2 separate regions of the Mus musculus genome follow, and region 2 is linked to region 1. A link is a contact called in public HiChIP or PLAC-seq data. All regions are on one chromosome and are shown on one strand. Each heading gives the region's core, a stretch centred on a gene start, on an enhancer-like site or on the middle of the called end of the contact. The rest is flanking DNA. Distances are from core to core; before and after follow the strand shown. Region 1 holds the start of Hmx1 (H6 homeobox 1). Region 2 holds the start of Sh3tc1 (SH3 domain and tetratricopeptide repeats 1).

Region 1 (4,896 bases), core at 905-3,404:
GGCGTACAAGGGATGTCACCAGGTTAAATAAGTTCCCGTGGGCTCCCACTTCTCCTCTAGACATCTGGGTCCATGAAACCAATTCAGGCTGGTCTGTCCTTCTGCCTGACCGATGGATCAGAGGTCAAGGTGGGTTTTGGCCCAGGTTATGCCTCAGTACAGTGGACTTGTGCTTACAGCTAAACTCCGCCTGGTTTCCTTGAAAGCATCCCCCTCAGTGCCCATGCAATGTCGCCTAGCAGGATGGTGTGTATGCAGCCAGACCATAGGGGAGGTCCTACAAAGACACCCAAAGCCCCTACACTCGGAGGTCTGTCCATGTGTTGCCATAAAGTGCTAATCTGACTCACCTGCTCGCTTGACTCAACAGGAACAGAGAACTCTAACCCGCATGGCACGAAATAAGGCAAAAGGCCGGGGTGGGGTGGGGGTGGGGGTGGTGGTGACTATTGGACTACAGGTGAGGATGGCCCAACTAAAAGGGAGAATAAAATGCGCCCTGCAAGAGCCTCCTCACTGGATACTACTGACCCCTGTTTAAGCTTATGTAAAGAAGGCAGGCATTCCAAACCTGGGCTGGGAGACTTGTCCTACTCCATACCAGGAGTGGGGTGAGTACCTAATAGAAAAGAACGGGCCCCAGGCCACCTCCTACCCCAAAGCTTATACACAGAGCCTGGGTGGGCACCCTTTAGTTATATATAAGTCTGTGTGTTTAGGGACCCGGCTGGCTCAAGGGGCTGGGGTGAGGAAGGTTGAAATACCCTTCTAGTCTCAAGGGTTGCTCTCTAATGAGCAGGTCCTAAGAGAGGTTGAGGTCTGGACCCTCTGGAGACAGGCAGTCAGAGTCAGGATGTCCAGGCCAGAGGGGTAAGTGGGTTCTGGGACTGAGAAGCCCCCACCCCCATTCTCTGAGCCCTCTGCAGGAAACAAAGGCCAAAGAGGGGGAGGGGCAAGAAAAGAAGAGAGGGGTGGGATGGACCCTTCAGAGTGGGCTCCTACCAGCCTCAGCCTTTGGGCCTGAGAAGACCCAACGCAGGCTCAGGCCCAGCCCATGGTCTTACTGCGCAGCAGGGAGGGCAAAGGATACTTTGGGGTTGCAATTGCTATAGAAGAAGGCCTCCCATCCAGCCTCCATAGCTGTGGTCTCTCAGCTCTGCCCCTTTTATTTTAGTGCTTGACCCCCGCGGCCTCCCCTCCTCTGCCACCTTTCCTCTTCCTTCACTTCCCTTTCACCTTCGATGTTTCTCCAAACACACTCTTTCCCCTTCTCATCTTTCCGAGGCCTATTTCACTCTCCTCTCCGAATTTTGTGTTCTTGGGCCTGATCCTAGCCTTAGCAGCTTCCTACATGCAGTGCCATCCCCAGTCTCCAACAATTGCCCATCCAAGGGGATCTCATACCACCCAGGCCCCAGTACACAGGAAGACTAGGAGCTCACTAAGCCCGAAGTCACCAAAAGAATGCATAGGGAGGGAGCAGAGCCCTGACCATTGCCCACCCCTTCCCCGCAACCTCACTCACTGTCAGGACTTAGACCACCTCCGTAGCCGCCGTGCACCCGTGGGTACCACCGCGTTGTACCTCCGCAGCCGAGCGCGAAGGGCGGGCCGGGCCCAGGAGGCGGCCGGGGCCCTAGGCCCAGTGCCCGGGCCCTCGCCTCCCCGCCCGGCCCGCTGCCCGCGCGCTGCTGTCGCCGCCGCTGTAGTCGTCGTCGCGCCTGCTCCGGATCCTCGTCCTCGGGGTCGTCGTCGTCCTCTTCCTCTTCCTCGCGGACGCCATCGCCCTGGGTTGAGCGCCCCGCGCCCTTGGCCTCGGCTGCTAGCAGGTTCTCGATGAGGAAGGAGGAGGCGCGAGCTGGTGTGGCGCGCCCGGGCTCGGTCAGCTCATCCGGCATCGCGGCCGCGGGCCCGTCGGGCAAGGCTGGGATCCTGGGGGTCCCTGGTTGCCTGGGGCGCAGCTGCTCTTCCCGGCCCCGTTTGGATAGTGGCGAACGGCCGCCTGGCGCACGCGCGGCCTGGCCCTGGAGAGCCGCTGCCCGGAGTGAGGGCGTCGGGCTCCACGAGGCGGGCGTCGGCTTCTGTGCCGGGCTGGGCTGGGCGGGAGCGGGTGCGCGCGGACGGCCGTTCCCGCAGCAGCCTCCCTCGCGTTTCTCCGAGCGGTTCAGGTCGCCGCCCCGGCTGGCCTCACGGGAGGGGGAGGGGGCGGTGCCGGGGGCGGGGCGGCGCGAGTTTCGTAGGCTCAGCCCCAACGACCCGCTGCAGCCCGGAGAGAAGCCATTGCCGGAGATGCTGCCCGGCCGGACTCTGCGCGCAGGTGGTGGCAGGGCCCAGGGCAGGAGACCCGGTGGTCCTGGGGGTACGACCCCGCGAGATGCGTTCCGGCGCCCCCCACCCCGGTACCCGCGCCAGGGAGTGGGAGAAGGCGGGGCCTCGGCTGGGAGGTCGACCATTGGCTACAGGGTCGCTGTGAAGCCCAGACTGGCCAATCGCATCCGAGGAGAGCCTTGCTCACCCTCCGGGAGCGTGTCGGAACCCGCAGAACGCTCGGTTTGTGCGTGAGTCCCTGTGACTGTGTATTTGCGCGCGGGTAAGGACTATTGCCGACTGGGCCGCAGTCTTTTTCTTTTTTTTTAAGACCTCGCGTGTAATTTAAAACGGGGATTCTGCCAAAACAAGTTTGCAGAGACGCAGCATGTTTTAACTCTTACGCGTAACGAAATATGCTCTTGGTGCCATCGCGCTGCGATGGAATGCTCTCATATCCCGGGCTCAGTTTCGGTGTGTAAAGAGAGTCAAGCCCGAAGGTGCCCCATGGTGTCACGCTGGGTAGGAACAGATTACATTTGCTCTGGCACCTCCATTGCCCGGCCTTCTCACTCTCTTTCAGGCTGGTAAGAGCTTCGTGCCTAGCCACTGTGCGGGACTGCAGGTCTTGAGGAACAATTCCTCTTTCTGCCTCTCTTGCCCTGCACAAAGTGAATTTTCTTCCCCCGCTTCAGGAGCAAGGCCGCAGAGGGTAACCCAGACTTCGCTGAGACCAACGGAGCTGTGATCCACTTCCAACAGGAATAGGGGGACAGCCTAGTCACTGAGCGGAACGCTTCACTGGATGCGGGTTATCACGGAAGGCCCATCTAGCTGCTCAGTGCGGGTCACAGACAGTGCGTAAAGAAGTGTGTCCCACTGTCCAGGAGAAGGCAACTGCAGGCCCGGAGCCCACTTTGTTTAATCTCCCCAACAAGAGAAATAGAGGGAAATAGAGTCACCCTATACTTCAAAGGGAAAAACTAATGTGAAAAGAGAGCGCTTCCCCTCCCTCCCACTATAAGTGGCTCTTGAGGATATAGAAGGATGGATGAGCCGCCAGGCTAAGGAACCTTTGGGGTCTGCACCCTGGCTAGAAACCTGGATGGGAAGTGGGTTTTGTGCACGATAGGACTTGATTTTGGAGCCATATTGGGCAAGGCAAGAGGAATCGCTGGCAAGCAGCCACATTTCATAGGTGAGGGCTCTGAGTCAAAGTTGGGTGTCTCCAACTTTGACTCAGAGTGTCCCAAGTGCTGTTACTTCCTGGGTGTCCCAGCTCAGACATACTCAGGGACCTGGGTAGAGGTGGGGGCGGGGAGGGAGAAATTAGCAATGATATTTGTTTGTAGGAATCAGGCACAACCCCTGGGCCGGCCAATTCAGGTTGGTTTTGTTGTTGGTGGTGGTTTGTTTTTGTTTTGATATGGTTTTTCGTTTTTCCGAGTTAGGGTATCTATGTTAGCCCAGAGATCCTTTTGCCCCTGCCTCCTGAGTGCTGGGATTAAAGGCATGAGGCATCACTGCAGGGCTCGGGGTTGTTTTTTGAAGTGATGAAGAAACAGACCAGAAAGGAGCCCTACTAAAAATGGTGATGGAGAGAACCGTCCAACTTCTGCAAGTTCCAGGCTCCCCTTGTGAACAGTACCTTCCTGCTTGTAAAATGGAGCCTGTTGGGTGGGTGCTGTGGCTTCCATTTTATTTCTCTGCTCTCTGGATGGGGGAGCCAGGCTGGGCTTCTTAGGCACCAGGGTTGTAATTCCCTCTGCCCTAGGGCCCTGGCCCTTGGTCCTGGCCCCTTGTGGTTACACCGGTTACACCTTACACCGTGGATAAGTGCTGCTCCCATACTCCATTGGGCAGAGAGAGACCTGCCTGGTCTTACCCAGCACTCCCTCTGGAGCCGTGCATCAGAGTGGCGCCTCAGTACTAGACCAGCAAGGGATGGTGGTCAGAAATGGGGAAAGGGCATCCACATCTCCTGGTACTGGCTTGGGAGCACTAGAAAGAGGGTGACAGCCACACTACTTGGCCTCTGGATCCTACGGACTACAAGTGGTGGTACCACTCAGGAGCAGGGTGTGTATGTGTCAGGAACTCCCAAGTTAGCCCTGTGGGTGCTCACCCAGGTCCTGGGGGCCCCAAGCTCAGCCTACACGGAGGAGAGCAGAGAGGTACTGCTTGAATCCTTCCTTGCTGCCAGAGTTTTAGCACTGATGCTGCCCAGCGTATAGGCTGGTTTGTCCCAATTCAAGGCCAATTTGGCTGAGGAAGTAAGGCTGCCAAGCACTAACCCAAGCAGCAACTTCTGGTGCTGCCTTGCCAGAGCCCTCTATATTCCTCCACAGAGTTCTGGGGCTGGAGGACTGTCCCCTTCCAAGCCATGCCCATCCATGTTCACACACAGTAGCTGTGCAGGCTGTGGCATCTCTCCCCACTTTATCCTGCTGCCTTGTTTCTGTCTCACCTATCCTGTGTACTGAGATCTGTCAGGAAACCTGCCAGGCCTTAGCAGAGTCTGCCTGGTCCAGAGGCTGTACTTCACAAATGTCCCCTAAATCTGCGCGATTGGATCTAGGGCGGCAAGAG
Region 2 (4,896 bases), core at 836-3,335, 340 kb before region 1:
GTTTTGTTTTTCTTCTGAGTTCATCTGTCCCCTTGGAGATTCTTCACAATCCATTGTTGTCTGGTTTCTCTCCAAAAGTTGGCCTAGGAATTTCCCCTCTGAGGAAATCCTATCTCTATTGTCCTCCTGGCCTTCCCTCTGAGGCCTTCCATCACTGCCCAGGTCAGTCACCGCATCCTGGTGCCAGTCGGTACAGGGGGCTATCACAACCCTGGGGCTTCAAGCCATGGCTGGATCTTGGTGGACAGGATATGGGCTCTCCCATAGGTAGGACCTGGAGCGGATGCTCCAATGTCACACTTGTCCCCAAGGAGTCTTTTGAGTGTGCCACACAGGGGATGCTATCCAGAGGGATGGAATCAGTTTCAGAGTATATCTGGGGATAACAAGGATGCTGAGTACCAGCCCAAAGCCTACAGTCTACTGAGGGAGCCAGGCCAGGAACCTTTCTTTGTTCCTGTTGTGGTGTAATAGCATCTTAGCCTCCCAGGGATGGCTCTACCCTGTGTCTTAGATGCATCCTGCCCTTGCATTTTATAACCACAAGGATAGTCCATAATAGTAGTTGGGCTCATGACTTCATTCAGTGTGAACCTCTGGCCTCATTGGCCTGGATTGTGAGCACCCTGAATGGCAGGCTGGGAGCACCTGCCTCAGAAGGCTGGCCTTTGTCAGAGAGGCCCCCATGCAGCTTCCTTTCCTGGAGCCCGTGAGGAAGGAGAGGTAGGGCAGGGTGAGGAGCAACTGACCACTGACCACTTGTTTCTGTCTAGATACAGACAGCAAAGAATGAGGGGATAAAGGAGTGAGGACCCTGGTATCAGAGCCAGCCTGAGTTGTGGGGCCCCAGGAATACGCCTCTCTAAGTCTGTTTGATATCAAGCCTTTTGGGGACACCTGGATGATAGTTTCATTGGGTTATCACGAAGCCCTATGGCATGATCTAACCAAAGAGTTAACATCGTGGCAATGACAATTTGAACATACTACAGCCATGTCAGAGGTCAAAACGATGAGAGCTGAATACCTCCTAACTCTGTCTTTTGCAGAGGGGAAACTGAGGCTCAGGACAGTGACAGGTCTTGCCAGAGGGATTTCAATTGAGTCCGACTGGGGTTTGGGTGGCCCTCGGAAAGTCAGAACCATGTGGCCTCTGCTTTTTACAGTCTTTAGGAAGATCCTATTGAAGAGCCCTGGACCAGAAATGTACTTGCCCCTGCTGGTTGGCCCTGGAGTGAGTGCCCTGCATATATTGGGGGAGGCTCTCAGAAAATCCCCCTGGCCATGAGCCAAGAGAGCAGCTTCTGAGACAAACAGGATACTGCTCTGGGCGCACAGTGGGGACAATAGCCGGGAGAGGAAATGCCTCCAGACCCATGTATGGGTGTGGGCTTGCAGGGGCCTCTATTGACACAGCTTCCAGAAAAATAAGGCTGGTGGAAGGTTAGCATCTGGGGGGGCCTGCATTCTCTGGGGAGAAGGAGAGAGAGAGGGAGAGAGGGAGAGAGAGAGGGAGAAAGAGAGAGAGAGAGATCACAATGCACCTATACCTCCAGAACTCCTCACAGATGGAGACAGGCGGGAGGTATCCACAGCACCTAGTGAGTGTGGGAAGCAGAACTGCTCCATCTTTCACGGTGGACACAGCAAGGGCCTAAGAACAGGAGACGGGCCTGAATCTGGGCCACAGGGACATTCTCAGGTCAGGCTACAGCCTGTGGAAAGGTAAAGTGTGTGTCCCCTCCAACCCTCCCAGGCTTGGCTCAAGGTTGTGGTACTTGTGAGCAGAGAAGGAGACTGGACCCTTTCTTCTCCCAGAATGCTCCCTGTTGGTGTCAGTGGGCTCAGATAAGGCCAGCGGCAGAGTGAGAAGCAAAACGTGTGTATTTTGTGTGTGCACATGCAGACATATGTGCTAGGTCTGTGTATATGTCTCTAAGGCCACCCACATGTCTGCATTGCATGTGTATGCACGTGTGCAGAAGGGAAAAGGGAACAGAGAGCTGGGCTGGGTTTAGCAGGGCAAGAGAGCCGGCCTCCCGTGGACTTCCCCAATCTCAGCACCAAGGGTGTCCCCGGCCTTTACCACAGAGCACGGGGCTGGCAGTGGGCAGGCAGGGACAGGGCCTGGCTCTGGTCCACAAGGAGCTAATGATCAACTGGCCACTGGAGTCCTTGCCGCAGCACCTCAGCCTGCCTTGGGTCTCCAGGCCCCTAGGCTCAGGGAGGAAGTGGGGCAGGAAGCAGGGGGCGGTGGCAGTACTGAGCAGTCAGCCGGCTGTGGGCGGACTCTGCCTGTCCAGGCCAGCTGGAGACAGCCCGTAGGCCAGTCAGCAAGGAGCCGAGCCAGTAGTGGCCACCTGGCACCTGCATTCCTGAGCCTGGGAGGAAGCTGTCTGAAGAACTGATCACAGGTAAGGGAGTATGAACAGAGGGTATGGGCTGTGTGAGTGTGCTGTAATCGGGAGAGCCTGGCTTTGCCACAACTGTATCTAAGAATAGTATTCCACCTTCCTCTTTCTTCTGGCTTGCTTCGGGTTGGGGTGAGCTGTTGGAGACTGGCACTCAGCACCCCGGGGCTCTGCTAAACTGGCCGAGATTGCTCAGATGAGACCGACTGCTAATTGTGACTTCGGACCTGGCCTTCACACTGACTCTTTGCAAATGTGTCCTTGAGGTCTCAACCAGATCATGGGAATTGAGTGGCAACATAGAATTCAAAAGCCACTGGGCCCCAAATGATGAACTCTATCTAGCCTTGGTTCATTCCAGGCTGTGACAAGCACGCCTGTACTAGCATGGGTGCTTCATGGCGCCCCCGTGGCTGTGACCTGGCCTTTCTGAGGTCACTCTGGGTTTCTTTATGCTAGCCAATGAAATGCATGGCTTGACTAGAGTCACTGACCACTGTCTCTGGAGACCTCAACAGGCGCAGGCTGCGTCAGGGTTCCAGGGTTCCAGAGCCTCCTTTCGCTCCTTGTCCTCTCTGCCTTCCTCACCCTAGGATGAAGAATAGCCACTTGCAGGTGGGGCAAGAATCCAAGTTAATTGTGTTCAGGTTGAGGGATGAGACTCCCACCACCTGACTTACAGTCCCTGCTGCTATGACCCTGGCTGGCCCAAACCTTGGGTTGTACACCCGTGATAGGGGTGGGATAGGGCTCACCCTCTGGGATGAGGTTAAAGGTCAAGACTGAGGAAGATGCTGTACAGTGCTGCCGCCTTTATATGACACGTTGTTGATTTCATGAAACTTCTTGCGTCAGGCACAGTGCCTGTCTCTTTAGTCCATAGAATCACGTGAAGCCCATTTTCCCTGAGAGAAGCCTTCAGGGTATCACTGTGTTTCATGGCTGCCATAACAAACTACGACACACTTGTTCTCTTAGGGTTTGAAAGCCAGAAGTCAGAGACAAGGGTGCTGCCTCCAGAGTTGCCAAGGCAGGGTCTCTTCCACTTCTTCCAGCCCCTGCTTGTCCCTGAATGGCCCCTGCTTCTGTGTCATATGTCCTCTTCTTCTGTGTGTCTTGTTCTCTGGAGAAACCCCAGGCACCAGGCAGAGACATCACTTTAATCTGGCACAACCACCTAGTCTAATTGGGACCACTCTAATCCAACATCCAACAGGACCGCGCCCTACGGAGGTCAACTTCATCTGAAACCACCTGTTCCCAATCAAGTCCCCACTCTCAAGTTCCTGGTCAGTGTGACTGGAGAATACTGCCACCTCCAGGCAAAGTCTCAATAGCCCTGCAAAAGCAGAGGCTGGGGATGCACCTTGGTGGGTCCCTGGCCAGACCTTTTGGAACACAGGCAGGGCTAACCACAAAGGCTCCTCCTTCCAGCCTACCATACTGTAAGCCAGCAGCATGTTGTCTAGCTGCTCGATCTTCCCAACATCCTACGAGGAGGTGTTTTTGTTCTCATTTTATGGGTGGGTAAACTGAGGCATAGAACATTTCACCCTCCACTGAGATTGGCCCTGGGTCTCCATGTTCCAGCAGTAAACTAGATGTGCGTTGGAGGTCAGAGCCTGGGGTGGCTTACATGGGGACACCTGATGCTTCTGCCACCTGGGCAGAAGACAAAGGCTGAAAAGAAACTCTGCAGGCAGCCGCTTTGGGGTGCTTGAACTCAGCAAATGTACCTTTGAGGCTTCTGGACACTGCCTGGGGCTGGGCTGCTGCTGGAGCCAGCGGCCAAGCAAGCTCGTGGAGGGAGGACCGTGCAAGGAGGAGGGGGCTCTATGCAAGTAAGGCAGTGCCTACTTCCTCCCTGTGGCAGCATTTGGGCTCTCAATGAGCAGGTGGTAAGTTCCCTTAGCGGGGAACTTCCATTTCTCCAGAAACAGGTTAAGTCCAGCCCCAGGTCTTTGTGACCTAAATGCCCCCCACCCTAACCCAGAGATGGTTAGCTTAGCTTCTGTAGAGACACTGGCCAGCCTGCTGGTAGGGAGACCTGGAAGTTGTAAGTGGCAGAGAGAGAGAAGAGTGAGGACGCTGAGGGTGGGGCATGGTGAATTTTTGGGGGGCAGTGATTGGCAACCACAGACCCTACAAACTAGGACCTCACACATCAAGAGACTGGACCAAGTGCTTGGTTGAAGGCCCTGAAGTTATACCAGAGAAAATGAGGTTTTCTGGTTCCTACCACTTGGGTGTGTACCTTCTGGTCCTCACAGACCTGGGCAAGACAGTGGGTCTCTGCAATGGTAGGAACCAGGGTGTTTTGGCAGAACAAGTCAGGGAAGGACAAAAGTCCAGGCTCAAGCAGGACTTGGGCTGGGGTCAGGCTGACAGGGCCAAACTCTGGAAGATCTCAGGCATGACCAGCTGAGATGGTGTCTTAAGATAGGCAGACAGGAGGGCAGACTTGGTACATACTTCTGTCCCTGTG

What was found. HiChIP or PLAC-seq counts read pairs in DNA pulled down with a chosen protein or histone mark.
Region 2: a contact with region 1 is called in an H3K4me3 HiChIP or PLAC-seq map of forebrain, with 5 times the contacts expected there. The contact joins the promoter of Sh3tc1 here to the promoter of Hmx1 in region 1. A contact is called at or near these places in 3 of 39 promoter capture datasets (the HPC-7 cell line, hippocampal neurons and liver), 2 of 484 Hi-C or Micro-C datasets (the HPC-7 cell line and nephron progenitors) and 1 of 115 datasets of contacts at active chromatin or transcription factors (forebrain).

The regions. Positions count from the first base shown.
Region 1 is chr5:35,386,119-35,391,014 of GRCm38.p6, reverse strand. Hmx1 (H6 homeobox 1) reads right to left here and starts at 2,154. Exons shown (of 2, transcript NM_010445.4): 1 at 1,526-2,154. The coding sequence starts at 1,898. E130018O15Rik (RIKEN cDNA E130018O15 gene) reads left to right here and starts at 2,539. Exons shown (of 2, transcript NR_152157.1): 1 at 2,539-2,590.
Region 2 is chr5:35,726,465-35,731,360 of GRCm38.p6, reverse strand. Sh3tc1 (SH3 domain and tetratricopeptide repeats 1) reads left to right here and starts at 2,085. Exons shown (of 18, transcript NM_194344.2): 1 at 2,085-2,414.